Regions from separate parts of the Mus musculus genome. Here region 1 is linked to region 2. Evidence: chromatin contacts called from public HiChIP or PLAC-seq data. All regions are on one chromosome and are shown on one strand. Each heading gives the region's core, a stretch centred on a gene start, on an enhancer-like site or on the middle of the called end of the contact. The rest is flanking DNA. Distances are from core to core; before and after follow the strand shown.

Region 1 (6,855 bases), core at 576-3,075, 83 kb after region 2:
TTACTCTAAGGGTTAAAAGGAGTCAACTAAGTAAAGTGTCCAGTCACAAGGACAAGCCGCATGTGGCAAAAACAAAAACATGTTTTTCCATAGAGGCGTAAAGACAACAATAGTCAGTTGTAATCAATAACATAAGTTAATTTACTCCTCTCTGATACAGCTGGGGAGGGTGCAGAGGTTATCTTGTTTATTGTTTATAGACTCGTTTATTCGGAGTTCTCCCACAAGGTCTCAGCTCCTCACAGCTTCATCCGTGAACCACGTTCCCACACCTGAGTTTGATTCCTGACACCTGTCTCAGTCACTCTTCTATTGCTGTGAAGAAATACCACAACCAGGGCAACTCTTTTTTTTTTTTTTTAAGATTTATTTATTTATTATATGTAAGTACACTGTAGCTGTCTTCAGACACTCCAGAAGAGGGAGTCAGATCTTGTTACAGATGGTTGTGAGCCACCATGTGGTTGCTGGAATTTGAACTTCAGACCTTCGGAAGAGCAGTCGGGTGCTCTTACCCACTGAGCCATCTCGCCAGCCCCAGGACAACTCTTATACAAGAAACCATTTAATGAGGGGCTTGCTTGCAGTTTCAGAGCATCAATCCATTATCATCATTGGCAGAGAGCACGGTGATGCACACGGCAGTGAAGCAGTAGCTAAGAGCTCCAGTCCCATCCACAGGCAGACGGGAACCTGGACCTGGCATGGGGGGTTGAAATCGCAAAGCTCACTGCCAGTGACACACTTCCTCCAAGGAGGCCACACATAACTAATCCCAGTTCTTCTCAGAGAGTGCCACTCTCTGATGACTAACTATTCAGATATATGCGTCTGTGGGAGACCATTCTTAGTCAAACCACCACAGGAACCACGTGGTACAAGGCAAGAACCAGCTCCGAAAGTTGTCCTCTGGCCTCTGAGTGGGTGTTGTGGCGTATGCCCATAATATTGCACGCACACAAACACAGACACACATAGATACACACACAAACACACACACATTCAATATAATTTAATTTAAATTTTTAATGAGGAAGGCAGTGAACAGGAACAAAGTAGAATAATATATATATGTGTAAAAATGCCAGCCATAGCTTGGTCAATAAAGTGCATACCTCAAAAGCTTAAGACGCTAATTCTATCCTCAATGCTTGGTATTGTGGTTCGAGTCTATAATCCCAGCGTGGGAGACTGAAGCAGGAGGATCTCCCGAGCTCATTGGCTGGCTAGCACAACCTAGTGGGTGAGAGGTCCTAGTGAAAGAAGTTCTCTCAAAACAGTGTAGAAGGTTGGCTTCTGAGGAAAGACACTGAGGCTGACCTCCAGCCTTCACAGGTGCACACAGGACTAAGAATATGGAGGAAGGGGATGCGATCATGAAATTCATTACTTTGTATGCTGACTTCAAATTTAAAACATATGTATAAAGACCAGGGATGGTAGTGATGAACTTTAATCACGGCACTTGGGAGGCAGAGACAGGAGAATCTCTGTGAATTTGTGGCCAGCCTGGTGAGCGGAGGGTTGTTAACCTTACAGTTTTTCCACTAAATTTCCAGGCGGTTGAGATTTGCTATTTGGTCAGGGCTGATACGGTGTCAGTACTCAACCACAAATAAGGTGAAAGAGCGAGGTTCAGAAAGAAGGGAGACGTTTTGAGACATTCTCACGGTGCCTAGGAAACTTGAATCCAGAGCGGGGACCCTTGGGTGCTGCGGATGCTCCTCCCTCGGACATCTTCCCGCAGCTCCGCCCCCGGCGCGCAGCGCTAGCGGGGCGTGCCCTGGGGCAATCCCGGACCTCGCCTGGCGGGGCGGGGCCGGGCGGAGTCGACGTTCAGTCCAGGGCTTGGCTCACCTCATTCACCAGGGACGGAAGTGTCAGCCCTGCACTCCCCCGGGTACCAGGACTAGCAGTCCGGCCTCGCCCCACTGGGCGATCAGGCCTTGGCTAGCTCCTGCGGCAGAGGCGTCATGAAGCGTGCAGGAACTCTGCGCCTGCTTTCGGATCTGAGCAACTTCACCGGCGCGGCCCGGCTCCGCGAGTTGTTGGCGGGGGACCCAGCTGTCCTAGTCCGCTGCAGCCCTGACGGCCGCCACTTGCTGCTATTAAGACCCCCCGGATCGCCCGCCCCACAGCTTCTAGTGGCTGTGCGTGGGCCCGGCCTGCCGCTGGAGCGTGCCTGGCCGGAGGGCGACCCCTCGCCGCTGGACGTCTTTTTCGTGCCGTGGCTGGCGCGACCCGCGCTGATCTTGGTATGGGAGAGTGGCCTAGCAGAGGTTTGGGGCGTGGGGATGGAGCCTGGATGGAAGCTACTTCAGAGCACTGAGCTGTGTCCGGATGGTGGAGCCCGCGTGATGGCCGTGGCCGCAACCCGAGGCCGCCTAGTTTGGTGCGAGGAGCGTCAGCCGGGTGTTAAGGACCAACCAGAGCAGCTTTCAACGGCCTTCAGCCACCGTGTGTGCTTCAAGACCCTGGAAACCAGCGGGGAGGCTGGCACCAAACTAGGCTGCACCCACATCCTGCTACACCATTGCCCCCTTTTTGGACTGATAGCCTCCCGCAAGGACCTCTTCCTGGTGCCTACTACCAACACTTGGTCTGGTGTGGCCCACCTTCTGCTCATCTGGAGCCCAAGCAAGGGGAAGGTAATAGTTGCTGCTCCATCTCTTGGTCTTTCACACAGTAAAAGCCTGAATCCCAAACAAGGGGACACTTGGGACTTCCGGACCCTGCTGCGAGGCCTTCCTGGATTCCTGTCCCCCAGGGAGCCACTGGCTGTACACACTTGGGCCCCATCTTCGCAGGGCTTGTTGTTGCTTGACTTGAAAGGGAAGGTGAGCCTAGTGCAGTGCCATGGTGGTACTCGAACCGTGGGAATCCTGCAGGAGGCCCCTGTAAGCCTAAAAGGGTCTGCAGCCCTGGGGACATTTCACGGCACTTTAGCCTGTGTCCTGGGCTCCACCTTGGAACTACTGGACATGAGCAGTGGGCGGCTGTTGGAAAAAAAGGTTCTCAGTACAGACAGAGTACATTTGCTGGAGCCTCCAGCCCCGGGCATGAAGAACGAGGAAGAGCTGGAGACCCGAGGAGCCCTACGATTGCTTTCAGCCTTGGGTCTCTTTTGTGTGTGTTGGGAAACTCCCCAAGGCCTTGAGCTGCCTTCAGACAAGGACCTGGTGTTTGAGGAGGCCTGTGGGTACTACCAGCGTCGGAGCCTTCGAGGTACCCAGCTTACCCCAGAAGAACTGAGACACAACAGCATGTTTCGGGCACCTCAGGCCCTGGCCTCCATCCTCCAGGGCCACCTGCCCCCGTCTACACTCCTGACAACCCTGAGGGCTGAGCTCCGGGATTATCGTAGTATAGAACAGCTCAAGGCCCAGCTGGTGGCTGGGGACGATGAGGAGGCTGGCTGGACTGAGTTAGCGGAGCACGAGGTGGCCCGCCTGCTGAGAACCCAGTTGACAGGAGACCAGCTGGCCCAATTCAACACCATTTTCCAAGCCCTTCCTACAGCAGCTTGGGGTGCCACCCTCCAGGCACTGCAGCTCCAGCCAGATAGGAGTGGCAGGCTGAGGTCCCAAGCACCCCCGGATGTATGGAAGAAGGTCCTAAGGGCTCCAACAGCTGGAAAGGAACATCCCAATGGAATACTGCCGCCCTTTGAACTCCTGTGTCAGTGCCTGGGCCAGCTCGAGCCTCAGTGGCTCCCCCCATTTGTGAAACTGGCACAGCAGCAGGGTGGCCCCGGCTGGGGGGCTGAAGGCCCCAGTCTGCCCCTTTACCGCCGAGCCCTGGCAGTGCTAGGTGAGGAAGGGAAGAGGCCTGAGGCTCTGGAACTCGAGTTGCTTTTGGGCAGTGGGCGACCCAAAGCCGTGCTACAAGCTGTAAGGCAGCTGATAAAGAAAGAAGAGTGGGAACGGGCTCTGGAAGCCGGGCTGGCCCTGGATGCCTCCAGCCCCCTGCTTCGAAGTGAGATCTTTAAGCTGCTGCTGGCAGAGTTTGCCCAGCACCGCCGCCTGGATGCACACCTCCCTCTCCTCTGTCGCCTGTGCCCACCGGAAGTGGCTCCACATGAGCTCCTACTTCTGCTGAGGACACATCTCCCAGATGATGAGGGAACCACCCCTTTCCCTGAGCCTGGGGCAGAGCCCCCTCTCACAGTGGGCTTGGTCAGAGCCCTGCTAGAACAGACTGGGGCTCAAGGAAGGCCGTCTGGCCCAGTTCAAAGCACCTATGAGGACATCTTATGGGACCCAGGCACTCCACCCCCTACACCACCTCGTGGACCCACTGCTTCTCTCCCGGCATCAGACCATCCAGGACAAGAAGCCTGGGTACCACCTGGACAAGGGCTCGGTGCAGCTGATGTGGGAGTTCATTTGTAGAGCACAGAGATGCGAAGGGAAGGGTACCTAGGGTTATGAAGCACGAAGGTGGGACTTGTGTGTGCAATACTGTCTGTTGTGGAACAATTTTTAAAATACATGCAAATACCAAATATACTCACAGAGGTTTCTTGTGCGTGTTAAGTTTTGAACAGCTAAGGGTTGTAGCTTATCGAGGGAATGGTTGAATCTGGATGTCTTGCATAAATCAGCTACTTCTGGTCATGGAAACAATAGTCCTGAGTGTGTTTCCTGTGTGCTAGGAAACCTGTTGATCTTTATAGAATTCCTTATTTAATGCTTCTCATAACTCCACTGATGAAGTATTAATGTCTCCATTTTCTAGAGAGAAGAAGTAGCTGGCTAGAAAGATGAAAGAGCTTGGCCAAGTTTATCACCTAGAACATAGAGGCTTGAACATGTGAGCCATGTCACTCCATAGCCCAGCAGTGCCTGCAAGCTCCTTACCTAGTGCTGGCTTCTCCGGGACTTCAAGGAGAGAATTCTATAGGGCTCTCTTTTTTTTCCCTGGGTCTCTTCTGGCCTTGGGGAAAGAAGCCCATATTTGTCCTAAGCCCTTGCTTACTTCCCCCCATTCTTGAGCAGTCCCTGGTTTATACAGACAAGGGGGTTGTTTGTAGGGCTCCAGACTAGTAATGAGTCACTGCTGGGGAGCTGGGGGACAGACAGACGGACTGCAAAGCTCTTGAGAAAGCCTCATACTTCTGGTGACTCCCTAAGCCAAGAAGTAGCAGCAACAACCAAGTTCTTATTTTTCTGGGTCCATTAGCAGAACCCTTCTAAAGAGGCTGTGGTCTCTGCCCAGTTCTACCCAAGGGGCCTCTTAGAGTAGAATTTTCTGGGGGTTTGCTACACCCCTTTTGCTTCCAATTAACCACAGGGTGTTTCTGCAACCTGTTCTAGCTCCCAAATGATAGCTACAGAAAGCTGGTTTGATTTGGTTTTGGTTTTGGTTTTGGTTTTTTGGCTTTATGAGACAGAGGTTTTTCTCTGTGTAGCCCTGGCTGTCCTGGAACTCACTCTGTAGACCAGACTTGCCTTGAACTCAGAGATCTGCCTGCCTCTGCCTCCCGAGTGCTGGGATTAAACATGTGCCACCATGCCCAGCTGGTATTTTTATTAACAAGCTGCAAGCCTAAACGGGGCCAGTTCTGAGCTATTCTAACCCTTTGAGAGATCTATATCCCAACCACAGGCCTCGTGTTTCTTGCATTCAGTGTCTACTTGGCTCGCTCTACTGTAGCTATCTGTCCTCTGTCCTCACAGAGAACTCACTCCCTTGGTAAGGTGTCCTCCTGGACGCTCTACCATGCTCACCTCTTCTCTTCCTTCCCTGAAGTCCACCCCCCACCCCTATTCCCTGAAGTCCACCCCCACCCCTAGAACACATACCCCCACACCCAAATCAGTAGTCTCTCTCTATTCCCTTCTGCCCAGATAATTGTCTGATCAGCTCTTTTTTTGTTTGGTTGGTTTGGTTTTGGTTTGGTTTGGTTTTTCGAGACAGGGTTTCTCTGTGTAGACCTGGCTGTCCTGGAACTCACTGTAGACCAGGCTGGCCTCGAACTCAGAAATCCACCTGCCTCTGCCTCCCGAGTGCTGGGATTAAAGGCGTGCGCCGCCACCACCAGCCTCTGATCAGTTCTTTATTGACCAATCAGAAGTTACTAGAGAAGAATGTTTATAAAATACTGAGACAGGTGATGCTTCATAAAAATAACAATACCAAAGTCTGGCCTGTACCTTGCGGACTCCTTGCCTGAATAGAAGTCAGCATTTGAATAATATAAAGACAACCTTTACACAGTGTACAAAAAGTATCCCTGGGCTGGAGAGATGTCTGACAGGCTCAACTGTTAAGAGCACTGACTGCTCTTCTAGAGGTCCTGAGTTCAATTCCCAGCAACCACATGGTGGCTCACAACCATCTGTAACGGGATCTGATGCCCTCTTTTGGTGTGTCTGAAGACAGAGACAGTGCACTCCTATACATAAATTTAAGCAACTACAACAACAAAGACTATCCCTGCTATCCCTGCGGCTTCCCGGCCCTGCTTGTGGCTTCGGTTAGGACCCTCATGCTGGGACTCATCCCATATACCACATAGTCCTTTGCCCAATTTTGTCCTCAAAGCCTGTGGCTTTGATCCTCTTCATCCTCACTCTGGGCCTAAATTAGACTTAGGCTCACAGTGGTCTGGGGACGATTCCTCAGCCTCTCAGTTCCTCAGAGCTTCTGCCTCAAGGCCACAGTTGTTTGGTCTTAGTTCCTCAGTCTCGGGGCGATCCCAAGGCAGCTAGCTCATGTGCACGGCCTGTTTGGAAATACTTTCTTAGCCTCAGTACAGTCTTAAGATTACACTTCGGTCTCATCCAAGGCTCGCTCGGATGGCTCTTGTCCTGACCTGGCTATCTACTAACACCTAGAACCAAGCTCCTGGAC
Region 2 (5,891 bases), core at 666-3,165:
GCTGAACATTAATCAAGACAGCAAGTAATCTCCGAGCAGAATAAGACAGAAAGTTCTCAAAGACATAAAGTTAACCAACCAACTCAGGATAAAGAATTGGTTTTTTGGTTTTTTTTTTGTTTTCTTTATAGATTACTAACTAAACCAACAAAATGCTAGCCGTCCTCCGGTTACAGTTACACCTATGGGCAATTCCAGCACTTGGGAGGCAGAGGCAGTGAGTGAGAGCCTCCTCCATTTTAAGACTAGAAGCCGTCTTGTTACCAGGTAAAGTCATTCCTGTTTTCTGTTAATCCCACTTTCTCCTATGTTCAATGTGGTTCTTTCAAACCCTGCTCTAAGGAAACAGCCCTGTGTGACAGAGAATAAAGCTCGCTTACTTCTAGTAAAAGAATTTGGGTAATGGTCTTTACTCTCTATCAGTGGGATTAATAGCAGATCTCTGAGTTCAATTAAGGCCAGCCTGGTCTACAGAGCAAAACACAGAGAAACCATGGCTACACAGAAAAACCCTGTCACAAAAAGAAGAAAAAAAAACCAATAAGTAAATAAGTGAGTAAACAAATAAATGACAAGAAAACCGCGATAGGAAATGTGAAACGGATGCAGAACAACCGGAAGCCTGAATGAAAGATGGAGGACAACACAACAGGGTACAGCGGAGATCAGTGAGCAGCACACAGTGGAACGGTGAGTAAGAGGACAGGGGATGAGAGGGAGGGGCAGCTAGCCAGTCCACAGGGGCCACAGGGAAATGACCAAAAAAAAAAGGATAAAACTAGATGAGAACCAGAAGCGGGAGACAACTGCTGCCGCCACAGGACTGCTAACCACTACCATGACATCATCTCATGACAGACTCTAACCACAGGCATTGTTATGTATCCTACAACTGCCCCAAGTATACACACCTGTACTATTTTCATTCTCTTTTACATTCTAGACTTCCAGAGCTCTATAATTATATTATTATCTATATGTGGGTGGTACATGCCTATAATTCCAGCATCTGGGAGGCTGAAACAGGAAGACTGTCTTGAGTTCAGGGTTACAGAGCAAGAACCAGTCTCAAACAACACACACACACACACACACACACACACACACACACACACACACACAGAAAATGTCATTTCAATCTCTTTCAATATCTCTTCTAACATGCCCTCAATTTTAAACCCTCATGACTATATTCTTCTCTCCTAAAACTCCGACTAAAATTGCCGCTGTTGCCTTTAGTGTGACTGTCCTGCCCTCCCTATTACCATCATACGCAGTAACTGCTGAAAACTTGCTAATCCATTAATTAAAGATCTCTACTTCCCATTATGGAGGTCTAAATTTAGAAAGCCAAATTAAGCTGGGAGGAAAGCATGTGTCACAACAAGGGAGATGAATTCCACGGAAGGGGCTGGGCTCCTGGCCTGCTATCTTACCAAGCCCCCCGACACTAACACTCTCTCTTCTGCTCAGCACAGAGAGAAGCACCCCACCCGAGGGTAGCCACTCATCACTGTAATCATCTGGAGAAAACTATTATCCCATCAGGTCACAAAGCCACGGGACAGCAGCAAGCAACTGCCTCAGGGGACAGGCTTTGCTTTCCCAAACCTCCAATTTAGTCACACAAAAGAAAGGGTGGCAAGCTAGCATTAACTGTGCCCTTAGAGAAGAGCCACTTCCCGCCTGCAGGGGTGGCAGTGACTTTACTGGGTTACCAAATGGATATAAAGACCGAAGTAAACATTGTAATTTTCTGTTTTGTCTCTGGCACAGGGGGAGTGGTACCATCTACACAGTCTGTAAACAGTAATAATGCCAGATGTAACAAAAGAACAGGGCTCCCCCCATCTCTCCGCCCCCATCCATCCCCACCCGCCTAATGCCATTCCTTCTGAGATTACTCATCTTGAGGAAACACAGAGGCTCCCTATAGTCCATATGCTGCTACCAAATGGAAGGGAGTGAGAGTCCAAGTTTGCACTGATTTCCTCCTTGCTGTTACACAAAGCCAGAATATTTGAGACTCAAGACATGTTTGGTTGATTTTGTTTTTTAAGACAAGGTATCACTACATGGCACTGGCTGGCCTAGAATTCACTCTGTATCCCAGGCTGGCCTAGAACTCACAGAGATCCACTTGCCTCTCCCTCCAGGGCTAGGAATTCAGATCTGTGCCATTATGCTTGGCTAAAAAAATTATATCCCTTCTTGAATTTTTTTTTTCTTTTTCCTTTTTTCTCACTGCTAGGGATCAAACCCCAGGGCCTTACACTTGCTAGGCAAGCACTCTGTACCAAGCTAATTATTAAGCCTCAGAACTCAAAAAATCATCAACTGTTTCTAAAGGCTGATACACAGACAAAAGGACAGGGCAAGAGAGGGAACAAGAAAGCAGGCGTGGACCACACAATATGCTGAAGTCTAGACTCAAACAAAACCGAATTGTGAACAATAAATAGTACAAGTAAAACCAGAATCATCCTAACTAACTGCGAGGCTAGAAGGGCTACTAACAGTCTGAGCCTGAGTCTAAAAGTCAGAAAAAGCACAAAGGAAGAGGACAGACTCAAGAAGGAACATTACCTGACCAGAGCTCCCGCCAGGTATAATGCAGGCGAACTCTACACTTCTTCTGGTAACACAGCAGTTTATGCACTACCTGGACACACCGCCTGCAATAAGAAAGGAAACGGACAAGCTTCAGAATCCATCACAGTTCACCTGGACCATTTCTGTAGGGAGGCAGCTCGGCTGGGGCCACTGAGACTGGGGTTAAAGGAAAAAAGATAATTCTGATGAATTTCCTCTGTCAGTCTCTTGCACACACACACACACACACACACACACACACACACACACACACACACACACACACACAATATTTGTGCTACCCATGGGACTACAACCACTTAGAGGCCTGTAATAAGGCACCACTGAAAAGGCTATCAATGTCTCTTCCAGAAGGCCTGTTCGATTCCTAGCACCTACATGGCAGCTAACTACTGTGTGTAACTCCGGATCCAGGGAATCCAACATCTTCTGGCCTCTCTGGATACCAGGCATATATGTGCTATGCAAGTGTACATGCAGGTAAAACACCCATACACATAAAACATTGTTAATTTAAAAAATGTAAGAGACAGAAGAATGGATTGGATATAAAAAAATTAAAGACATTAAGGCTCTAGATCAAATTCAATTCTAAGAGATGGCTCAGCAGGTACCAGGCTTCAACAGAGTCCCAGCAGCTTGTAGTTACCTGTGACTCCAGCTCCAGGACTTCCTGGAGCTTCCTGGCCTCTAAAGGCACCTGCATAGCAAGTTCCAGGCCAACGTGAGCAAGGTAAGAGTCTGCCTCAAAATTAAATAAAGAAGCTGGGTGGTAGTGGATACCTTTAGTCCTATCACTCGGGAAGCAGAGGAAGGTGGATCTCTTGAGCTCAAAGCCAGGCTGGTCTACAGTGCAAGTTCCAGGACAGCCAGCGATACTCAAAGAATCCCTTTCTCAAAAAAACAAAACAAACAAACAAACAAATTGAAATAGATATATAATGAATGGAATTAAATAAAAATCAGCCTAGGGATGCAGGGAGCACACAAAAATCCAGGTCCTTAGTTGCACAAACCAAGGAATTAGTTGCAAGTGCTGCAGCAGCTACAGGGACCAATAGTCCAGTCATTGGACTCTTCAATTATATGGACTGTTCAATACATCAGAACAACACAATGTGCTTTGTTTGCTGTTTTGAGACAGGATCTTAGGTAGCACAAGCCTGCTTCCAACTTAATATTACACCTAAGAATGACCTTGAACTTTTGATCTTCCTGGCTCCACTTCCCAAGCGCTGATAGTACCAGATAGTTTTTTTGGGGTGCTGGTGATGAAATCCAGAGCTTTATGCATGCTAAGCAACTACTCTACCAAATGAACTACATCCCCAGCCTGTTTTGTTTTGTTGAAACAGTCTCATGTAGACTAGACTAGCCTTGAACTTGATACGCAGCCAGGGCTAATGAGGCAGGGAAAAAAATGAGGAAATGGAATGGAAAGACAATGCTTCACTCGTAGCTGATTCTAGCTGAAGGCTCACGCCGGCTGAGAAGCAAGAGGTTACTGGCACAGATAATTCTAAAACAGCAATGAACCAGGATTAAGGCCCGAATGTGTATGACCTTGGGTAGGACCACACTCCACCCCAGATGTTTCTGGGGATCTCAAAATTAATTTTGTTTCAGTGGAGACCTCCTAACTTTCTGCACTACATCCCTGTGCTCCGGAGGTAACCTTATTCACCTAGCATCTCATTTAGATTTCCAGCAACACTTTGAAGAAAATTGTTTCAAAAGCCACCCAACAATCTAGCTGGCTACACCAAGTTACAAAGGCTGTCTCCTGGGGACACCCACACTCAGGCTTTCAAGTATTTCTTAACTTCTTGCCCAATACTTTCCCTTAAAACTTGGGCTTAATATCTATTTTATAAAAAAATATTTCCAGATGCTAAAGCTGAACCACCTAGCTTGCCTAAGTGCAACTAGGTCCAATCCCGGACACTGTATACACTGGACACACAGGCAGGCATCGGTTACCCCAGCACTGTGCAGGTGGAGCACTGTGCAGGTGGAGCACTGTGCAGGTGGAGCACTATGCAGGTGGAGCACTGTGCAGGTGGAGCACTGTGCAGGTGGAGCACTATGCAGGTGGAGCACTATGTAGGTGGAGCACTATGTAGGTGGAGCACTATGTAGGTGGAGCACTATGTAGGTGGAGTACAATGTAGGTGGAGCACTATGAAGGTGGAGCAGAAGGATGCCAAGTAACGAACTTTAGCTTACATAGTGAGTGTGTTTGTATTGCTGTGTGATTTAGCACTTAATTCCTCTAGCTCAGTGGTTCGCAACCTTCCAAACACTTCCACCCTTTAATTCAGTTCCTCATGTGTAGTGACCCCCAATCATAAAATTATTTTCACTACTGCTTCATATCTGTAGTTTTACTACTGTTTGAATTGTTATATAAATGTCTGTGTTTTCGGACCGCTTAGGCAACCCCAGAGTAAGGGCCATCGACTCTTACAGGAGTCATCACACCCCACAGGTTGGGAGCCCATGTCTAGACAGTTCTCTGACTCTTACCTCTCAGAGCACAGTTAGCACTGGCTTTTTCTGTTTCTTGATTTTTTTTTTTCTCTTTGAGACAAGGTCTCACAATGCAGCTTTGGCTGCCCTGGAACTCATTATGTAGACTTTCAAGCTCACAGAGATCCTCCTGCCTCTGCCTCTCAAGTGCCCAGATTAAAGGTGTGTACCACCATGCCAGGTTTTTTTTTTTTTTTCTGCTTATTTCCCTTTTGCAAAGAGGTCCAAGAAATGACCCCAAAGTGAGTTTAGACTAACCTAGGATACATGAGATCCTGTCTCAAAACAAAACAAACCACTACCACCACCACCAATAACAATAACAAAGGGGGACGGGGCAGAAAGAAGGAAGGAAGGAAGGGAGGGAGGGGGGGAAGGTAAGGAAGGGAGGGAGGGAGGGAGGGGGGCAGGGAAGGAGGAAGGAAGGGAAGGGAAGGGAAGGGAAGGGAAGGGAAGGGAAGGGAAGGGAAGGGAAGGGAAGGGAAGGAAAGGGAAGGGAAGGAAAGGGAAGGGAAGGAGGGAGGATGGAAGGAAGAGTAAAGTATTTTACTGAACTCCAAATGTACTACATATAGGCTTGTCTTGAAATTCATTTCTACAAGGAAGTAAAAAATCTGATCTTACCTGAACTGAAGTCCCTAAAAGATTAGATGAAGTCCCCAAGCGGCTTCAGGTGACTTCTTGTCTTTATCTGACTGTTGAGGCTGACCTTCATCTTCCCTAAGGCTGGGAACGTATAAGCACAGGCC

The links. HiChIP or PLAC-seq counts read pairs in DNA pulled down with a chosen protein or histone mark.
Region 1: a contact with region 2 is called in an HNF4G HiChIP or PLAC-seq map of pancreatic cancer cells. The contact joins the promoter of Hps6 here to the enhancer-like site in region 2. A contact is called at or near these places in 1 of 15 datasets of contacts at CTCF or cohesin (the NIH/3T3 cell line), 5 of 484 Hi-C or Micro-C datasets (the G1E-ER4 cell line, bone marrow-derived macrophages, microglia and 2 more), 7 of 115 datasets of contacts at active chromatin or transcription factors (the SCID.adh cell line, bone marrow-derived macrophages, embryonic fibroblasts and 2 more) and 3 of 9 other capture datasets (adipose tissue, liver and pancreatic islet).

Annotation. Positions count from the first base shown.
Region 1 is chr19:46,001,653-46,008,507 of GRCm38.p6, forward strand. It overlaps Hps6 (HPS6, biogenesis of lysosomal organelles complex 2 subunit 3), which reads left to right and starts at 1,826. Exons shown (of 1, transcript NM_176785.3): 1 at 1,826-4,521. The coding sequence starts at 1,974. The coding sequence ends at 4,391. The region is part of intron 1 of 4930505N22Rik (RIKEN cDNA 4930505N22 gene); the gene reads left to right.
Region 2 is chr19:45,919,031-45,924,921 of GRCm38.p6, forward strand. Armh3 (armadillo-like helical domain containing 3) reads right to left here. Exons shown (of 26, transcript NM_198296.2): 20 at 2,587-2,675. Among named protein-coding and RNA genes, the nearest start is that of 4930505N22Rik, 76 kb to the right of the region's middle. Within about 2 kb of position 1,916, at least 33 of the 459 cell types and tissues checked have an H3K27ac peak or open chromatin away from gene starts, as enhancers often do. A contact at or near this core is called in the NIH/3T3 cell line, embryonic fibroblasts and pancreatic cancer cells, where this site is marked.